Linked DNA regions of Sus scrofa: all the other regions are linked to region 2. Evidence: chromatin contacts called from public Hi-C and HiChIP or PLAC-seq data. All regions are on one chromosome and are shown on one strand. Each heading gives the region's core, a stretch centred on a gene start, on an enhancer-like site or on the middle of the called end of the contact. The rest is flanking DNA. Distances are from core to core; before and after follow the strand shown.

Region 1 (2,700 bases), core at 135-2,634, 640 kb after region 2:
TTCCCTGACAACACAGGATCCTTAACCCCAGTTGACCACAGGGGAACTCCTCCTCGACCAAACTTGAATCAGATGCCTCCAAATTTCCTTCTCAATTAGGCTCTGACTTTTGCGCTTCTGTGTTTGTCTCTGCATTCCTCAACTTTAGCAAGAATCCTGATAAGTCAGTTTAGCCAGACTTCCCCTCCACCATAGCTGACATCTGGCTCCTCATCCCCTCCCACCTGCCTTCAGCAGGAACCCTGTTAGGTAAATTTAGCCAGAATCCCCCTCTTACAACTCTTTGTTTTCTGTTAGCCATTTTCCATCCACCGAACATCACCAGCCACCCCCTGAGTCCCTGCCCCTGGGTGATAAATCCCCACTTTCCTTTGTCTGGAATTAAACCCAATCTCTCTCCCCTAATACAAAACCCCACTGTAGGAGAAACCCCTGAATAAAGCTTGTCTTACCTTCTTCAACAAGTGTCAGTTTTGTCTTTTTAGGGCCACACCTGCTGCACATAGAGGTTCCCAGGCGAGCTGCAGCTGCGACCTACACCACAGCCCACAGCAACGTCAGATCCTGAACCCACTGAGCAAGGCCACGAGGATGGAACCCGCGTTCTCATGGATGCTAGTCAGATTCCTTTCCGCTGAGCCATGTAGGGAACTCCAGAAACACTTTTTTCTAACAGGTCTATCCACAGGGGAACCGGGAATGGGTCCACCAGTCTGGTCACCCACCCTATTAGGTTTCAGCCTCTGTCTTATTTTCCTCGTGTCTGTAAAACCACACGACTGGCACCTCGCTGCTGAATATGTAGTGCGCAGAAAAGCAAGATCACCATCACCTGGGGCTGTGTCAGAAACGCACAATCTTGGGAACTGGCTCCAAAACTTATCCGGGTGGGGTTTTTTGTTTGTTTTGACTTTCTCTCCTGACACCTTCATACTTATGTGTACATTTTTCAATGTTTTCTGTGGACAGTAAGACGTTAAATCATTTCTGGAGCAATTGCGTTGGCTGTTTAAAGCGGAAAAGGGAGGTCGAGCTGGGTTCTTCGGACGCCAAGCAGAGTCTGCGGGGCCGGGCTCCATCTGCTGCGGAGGGCTGCCCGCTCGCCAAAGGCCAACGCGGTGAGGACGCGCTCCGCTAAGGGTTGGGGGTGCTTCTGCCGCTTCTTACCAAACCCCGCCCCAGTCCCCCGACCCCAGCCCCCACACCACTTCCCGCACCACCCCGACCACCGCGAAAACCCGGACTAATAGCCTCCCAGCGCTGCCGGGGTCGCCCCGGGGCACGGGGGGGCCGGGGACCCACAGAGCATGCGCGAGGAGGGGCGCGCGCACATGCGCATTGGCCGGCGCAGGGCCGTTCGGTGTTGTCCTGGCGGCCGCGAGGCTGCGCGCGCGGTTGACGTGTTCGGTGGCTGCTGCGGCGGCGGCGGGGCTGGGAGGGGAAGGGCGGGCGGGGCGGGGGGCTGAACCCGGAAGTGGGTCGGCGCCGGGGCGAGCGCGCCCGGAGTGGAGCTCGGCGGCCGGGATCCAGCGGGGAGCCCTCGGTTCCCGGTAATGGATGAGCGGCGTGTCCGCTCGGGGAGCGGGTGGGCAGGGCGGCAGGTCACCCGCGGCCGGCGCGGTCTCCGCCCAGAGGGGCCTGCGGAGGCTCTGCTCCGGCGGCCGTCCCCCTGGGTGACCCGGCTCTCTCCGCGTCCCTCCCGGGGCCGTCCCACCAGGCGCCTCCGGCCTTTGGACGCACGCCGTCCGGGAGGAGGTACGCCTTGCTGCCCGGGGGAAGCGTGTTTCTGGGGGATGTGGATTCCGCCGCCGCGACGGCCTTATTGTCACCGTCCCGGCGCCTCTGCATCGCGAAGGTTGCCCGCTCCACCTGCGCCCTCGGCGGTCTCGGGGAGCCTCCCCCTTTGCTCTCTTTCCCCCTAGCCGTGTTCGCGAATCGGGCCTTCAAGGTGTGTTCTGCTGCCTTTAAAATTATTCTTTTGTTGGCTGTCTTTTCTATTCGGCCCTCCTTGTTCTCCGCCCTAAAATCTTAGCCACGAATGAAGTGGCAACGGTGACTTTATCATCGTCGAGTTATCAGGACGGATTTGTTGACAGTGCCGCAAATGATGTAGGATCGCTTGGCCATGGAGTTATTTTACGTGGTTCTTACTCTTTTCGCAGACCATGCACCCCTCGGGCACGCCCCTCCAGAAGCCGTTATCTAAGACAATCTAGTTTTCCTTTGTAAATCCCTCAAGACACTTATGAAGTTTCTTGTTCTGAAATTGCTGTACTGCAATGAAGAAAAGGAGAAAGGTTACTTCACATCTTGAGAAGATCCATCTAGGCTATCATAAAGATTCTTCAGATGGAAATGTGGCAGCGGAGTGTGAGCAAATAACCTGTACTCATTCCACAGAAAGACCAGCTCCTGACACTCTTCGCTGTTATCAGGAACTTCCTCCCTCTCCGGATCAGAGAACACTTTTGAGTTCTTTGCAGTACAATAAGAATTTGCTGAAGTATTTAAATGACGATAGGCAGAAGCAGCCGTCTTTCTGCGACTTGCTTATCATAGTAGAAGGAAAAGAATTTAGTGCCCATAAAGTTGTTGTTGCTGTTGGCAGTAGTTATTTTCATGCGTGTTTGAGCAAAAATCCAAGCGCTGATGTTGTCACCCTGGATCATGTAACACACTCAGTTTTTCAGCATTTGCTTG
Region 2 (2,700 bases), core at 26-2,525:
ATTAAAATCATTGGATGGCAGTGCCTACATGATACTGCAGATAAACACACAACATATTTTTCCTGTCACACACACACACACACACACACACACACACACACACACACAGAGTAATGATGGGCCCAAAACTGTGACCGGAGTTTTAGCACGGACGCTGATCAGAAAGGAGTTGCGCTCATACTCCGGACAGATACATGTTAACTCCTTGCCCGGAATAGGAAAACCGTGGCCAGTTTTCAAGCGAAAAGTTCTGAGATGGAAGCACACGCATCATCAGACGCCAGACGCAGGACCGCACCGGCCGGCAGCAACCTCTCCGCGAGGACTCACAGGCGCACCAGCCCCCGGGGGGCTGTCTCGGCGGCCGTCTGGGCGGGGCTGCCGGGGGGAGGCGGAGCTGCCGGAGGGAGGCGGAGCTCCCGGGGAAGGGAGGGGAGGGCATAGCGCGGGGGAGGCCTCACCGCGCAGGCGCAAGTCCCCCAACCCACCCCACCCCGTCTGCAGTCCGGGCGGGGCCACCCCGGAAGGGAGGGACGGGGCCTCACCGCGCAGGCTGCAGCGTGCAGCTCCGCGATCCTCCGCTCTGCCTCCGTTAACTCTTCGCTTGCCCGACCCGTCGCCCCTCCCTCTAGCGAGTCGGGCCCGGAGACGCCGCGGTCTCCCTTCGAAGCGGAGCAGAAGGTGAATCTGAGGGGCTGTCGGAACTCCGCTCCGACCCGGGGTGGTTTTGGCGGCGGGGCGGCAGGCTGCTGCCCTCTGAGCGCGGCGCCCGCGGACACCCGGACCCTCCAGGCCGCCATGGCCGCCGCCTATCGGGGGCGGGGCGCCGGCGCTGGGGCCTCGGGGCGGTGCCGGCTGCTCCCGCGGGGCCTGGCCTGGTCCCAGCCCCGTACCCCGGATCCCTCACCCCAGACCCTGCCCTCCAACCCTTGACCCTGGGCCCGCCCTCCAGTCCTGGATCCCGACCCCCAGCCCCGACCTCGGCTGTCCGGACCCCGACCTCACCCTCCTATGCCGGACCCCGCTCTCTGGTCCTGGACTTTGGCCCTCCGACCCTGATCCCGGACCAGCCCGACCTCGGGCCTCAGGCCTGGTCAGCTCTACCGGGCGGTCGGGAACGCGCGCGCAGCTGGGCTTCCGCAGCCCCATTGGCCCTTCCTTGGAGATCAGGTGGACTTTAGGCCCCCGAGGAGGCCCCCACGTGATGCACCTGTCAAACTAGTCGGGATCTTTGAGCATGATCGCCACAACTGTTAAGATGCCAGAAAGTGATCAAAATACCCCAGGTTTGTTTATAACCAGCTTGGGCTTATCCGGCAAAGGCTGTGTTTACAGGTGCCGCGTGGCTTGGTTCTAGGGCCCAGCCTAGAAAGAGGACCAAAAGTGAACCCTGAGGAAGAAAAGCCCATGGTTTCATGTTGCTAAGTATTTGCAGAATACACAGTAAAAGTATACTTCCTGTCCGAAAGATGAAAGAAAATTATCCAGCTACCCCTACAAAATTGAATTTGAGAAAATTAGCACAAACCCAGGGGGTAATTTCAGGCGTTAGAATTAAATTAACACACTCCCACCTCGCACCCCAGCCTGTGTTTCAGACTTGAAGAGTTGCCCTTTTGTAAGTGTCCTTCACTTTTTGAAGAAGTGGGGGGCAGGAACTGATCCCTGAAGATGGTAGGTGGTTGAGTAGTACCTGAGAAAGAACGCTCTAAACCATCGCCACCCTGTTTTTGGCGTCTGTGTTTACCATGCAACCCTGCAACCGTATTTGGATTCTCTTAGTAGGTACTGACTGAATGATCCTATTGGTCATTTGTAAATCTCATAGTGAGTTAATATGGAATCCTGTTTTGCAAATCTATTTATTTCCTTTGTGTTGGATAATAAATTAGTTATGGCACTCTGGAGACTGCTTAGTGATCTGAGAAAAGAGCTTTAAACCTGGAAGGCTGAGGAGGAACCCTCGGTAACGCTATGGAAAGAGCTGCTATGATTAGAAAAAGGAATTCACCATAAATTAGTCATGTGTTTTTTGTGCTATTTTACCAAGCCTTTTTTTTTTTTTTTTTTTTTTTTTTTTAAAAAAGGCCGCACCCACAGCATGTGGAAGTTCCAGGGCTAGGGGTCAAATCAGAGCTGCAGCTGAGGCCTGTGCCACAGCCACAGCAACACAGGATGCAAGCTGCCTCTGTGACCTATGCCACAGCTTGTGGCAACATGGTATCCTTAACCCACTGAGCAAGGCCAGGGATTGAACTCACATCCTCACAGACCCTACGCCAGGTTTTTAACCCGCTGAGCCATGACAGGAACTCCCAAATTCTTCAACAGAAGAAATAAGCCTGGAAGTTCTGACTGATTTCCCTATTTTTTAAGTTGAGGATGAGGACTTATTAATGGTTTATGACATTAGTTCAAAGAGTGGAGACTGAATTTTACAGAAATGAAATAGACTAGACCAAGTTCAAATAGGAACGAATCACCTAGGAAGAGTAAGTGTTGTTTTGTGAAACTCCTGCTTTGGCAGATGAGGGGTGTGGATATGAAGGGGTGGGCAGAAGGGAGGTCTTCGTGGTAATAGAACAGTTCTGTGTTCTGATCTGGTCAGAAGTCCGCATGTGGGATTAGACATAGAATGGTACCATTTTGTTCCAGTGTCCCATTCCCGGCGCTGACATTGTGTTGTAAACATATAAGGTG
Region 3 (2,700 bases), core at 171-2,670, 660 kb before region 2:
AATAATGATAATAATAATAATAATAATAATGATAGGGGAAAGTAATTATTAAAACTTGAAAAGATTTGGCTCTCAAAATGTTTCACATGTATTTTTTTTTTTTTGTCTTTTTTTAGGGCCACACCTGTGTCATATGGAAGTTCCCAGGCTAGGGGTGGAATCAGAGCTGCAGCTGCCGGCCTCCGCCACAGCCACAGCAACACCAGATCTGAGCCATGACTTCGACCCACACCACACACTGCTCATGACAATGCTGGATCCCCACGCCACTGAGAGAGGCCAGGGATCAAACCCTCAGCCTCACGGATACTAGTCAGATTCCTTACCAGTGGGCCACGACAGGAACACCTCACATGTATCTTTAAATTTGTGCATCTATTAAAAGAAATTGCACCTGGTATTTATAGATGAGGCCACAGAGCTGTAGTTTCTGAAAGCAATGGTACATGACACTCCAATCTGCTGACTGCTTCAGAGAAAAAAAAAAAAAAAAAAAAAAACAGCCTTGGCCATATGTCAAAAGATTAGCTTTTTCATTTCAGATATAACTTTAAGATACATGTAAGTGATATTTTTATGAGTCCCGACCGTGACAAACATTCCGATGTTTTTCAATCACTAGTGGGCTGAATCTAATCAAGTAAGATGGTTTTACTAGATTGCTGCAGCACAACCCCCAGGACAAGTGCTGAGTAATACAACATGCGGGTTTTGGTGATTTTTTTCTTTTTGGCCATGCCCATGGCAAGTGGAAGTTCCTGGGCCAGGGATCAAACCCATGCCACAGCAGGGACCCAAGCCATTGCAGAGAGAACCCTGGATCCTTAACCCACTGCACCGCAAGAGAACGCCTATATGATTTTAATTAAAACAAAACCAATAGTTATAGTTCCCTTTGTGCTGATTTTGTCACCGCACTAAGCTTTTCCAGGAACTCCAGCAACAGCACAACACAAATTCCAAGAAACCTTTTCATTCCTATCACCCGAGACCCAGAGAAGCAGGAGAACCGGTGCTCACCCTCTGTGCACTAAGCCAGGAAATCACCTTCCTTGTGAAAGGTGAAAAAATTTGTCCCAAGCAGATTTTTTTTTTTTTTTTTGGCTTTTTTGGCTTTTTAGGGCCAAACCTGTGGCATAGGGAAGTTCCCCGATAGGGGTCAAATCAGAGCTACAGCCGCTGTTCTAAGCCACAGCCACAGCAACGTAGGATGTGAGCCGCAGCGGTGACCTACACCACAGCTCATGGCAAGGCTGGATCCTTAACCCAATGACCAAGGCCAGGGATCAAACCTTTGTCTTCATGGTTACTAGTCAGATTTGTTTCTGCTGAGCCATGTCAGGAACTCCCCCAAGCAGATTTTTGTGTTGCCGGGAACAAATAAAGACAAAGACCTAATACCAGAACTACAAAGAACCAAGAACGATCTAGTTAACTTGCAAGAAAAAGTCAGCAGATAAGCCAGTATTCCTTGGAAGAAGAGGGAAGTTCATCTGCCTAAAATATCTTACTCACTTTTCGTCCCTAAGTAGCCTCAGCACCCCTTAAAGTCTCCTTATTTCCTATAATAGAGCAGAAGCTCACAGACACAAGTTCTCCGTTTCCTTGACTTGACTTGTTTTTCTGGATTCCACCCTTGGGCTCTCCTTGGAGGCCAGCTCACCTGCTCAATCAGGCCATTTTGGAACCAAGAGCTGTGTTCAGCACTCAGTGTTGACACAACAATTTGAGCTATGTGGAGATTTCTTTAAAGATAAACAGACCTGTTGCGTCCCAGAGTCCCAGAAGCCGCCTGACCTGGAGCCGGCCACCATGACCAGCCAGTCTCAGGGCATCCACCAGCTCCTCCAGGCCGAGAAGAGGGCCAAGGACAAGCTTGAGGAAGCCAAGAAGAGTGAGTGTCTGTTCTATCTGTCCTGTGAGGGTTTGGTCACAAAATGGGAGGAGTGGAGAGGAGCTGGTCTTAAAAGCATAGCCCTCAGGGGCAGGCAGGAGGGTTCCACCAAGTTTCCTGGGAGATCTTGGCCCCGCCGTATCAACTACCCCCTTGTATGTTTCTGCAATCACTATGGGGGTATGGGGGTGAATTTCCCCCACTCGGATCTTTGGAACAAGCCGTGTGCTAAGTGAAATGATAATGGACATTGAAGTTACAAAGACACAGGCTTAAGCTTTGCCTCTGCAACTTCCTTCATGTTGCCACACCTCAGTGTCTCAATATTGTGAAACAGTTAAGAGATAGACAACTTCCAGATTGAATCTCCTTACTAGAGAGTGAAGCTGAGCCAGGGACTTCTTCTCTGCAAGCATCAGCTTCTGCTTCTGTCAAATTTTGTTGATAGAAACTCACTCCCCCTCCCCCACCCATGGCTGTTAATTTCCGACCTTTGAAAGTATTTCCATTTTGGGAGCTCCCATAGTGGCTCAGCAGTAAGGACCCCCAACTAGGGTCCATGAGGACGCGGCCTTGCTCAGTGGGTTAAGGGTCCTGGGTGGTGGTGAGCTGTGGTGTAATTTGAAGAAGCAGCTCAGATCCTGTGTTGCTGTGGCTGTGGTGTGGACCGGCCGCTGCAGCTCCAGTTTGACTCCTAGCCTGGGGACTTCCATTGGCCATGGGAACAGCCCTAAAAAGACAAAAAAAAAGGCGTTTCCATTTTGAAGTTACTTCGTGACTCAGTGGATTAAGCATCTGCCATGGCC

The links. Hi-C and Micro-C count contacts between places; a contact is called where the count stands out from the background. HiChIP or PLAC-seq counts read pairs in DNA pulled down with a chosen protein or histone mark.
Region 1: a contact with region 2 is called in a Hi-C map of skeletal muscle, with 6 times the contacts expected there. The contact joins the promoter of ZBTB41 here to the promoter of C10H1orf53 in region 2. A contact is called at or near these places in 2 of 5 promoter capture datasets (fetal liver and liver), 2 of 47 Hi-C or Micro-C datasets (heart right ventricle and skeletal muscle) and 1 of 2 datasets of contacts at active chromatin or transcription factors (alveolar macrophages).
Region 3: a contact with region 2 is called in an H3K27ac HiChIP or PLAC-seq map of alveolar macrophages. The contact joins the promoter of ATP6V1G3 here to the promoter of C10H1orf53 in region 2. A contact is called at or near these places in 1 of 5 promoter capture datasets (fetal liver) and 1 of 2 datasets of contacts at active chromatin or transcription factors (alveolar macrophages).

What each region holds. Positions count from the first base shown.
Region 1 is chr10:20,088,629-20,091,328 of Sscrofa11.1, reverse strand. ZBTB41 (zinc finger and BTB domain-containing protein 41) reads left to right here and starts at 1,384. Exons shown (of 11, transcript XM_021064480.1): 1 at 1,384-1,550; 2 at 2,163-2,700. The coding sequence starts at 2,280.
Region 2 is chr10:20,730,887-20,733,586 of Sscrofa11.1, reverse strand. It overlaps C10H1orf53, which reads right to left and starts at 1,275. Exons shown (of 4, transcript XM_021064484.1): 1 at 1,006-1,275; 2 at 546-662. The coding sequence starts at 1,149.
Region 3 is chr10:21,393,537-21,396,236 of Sscrofa11.1, reverse strand. ATP6V1G3 (V-type proton ATPase subunit G 3) reads left to right here and starts at 1,420. Exons shown (of 3, transcript XM_003130597.6): 1 at 1,420-1,894. The coding sequence starts at 1,813.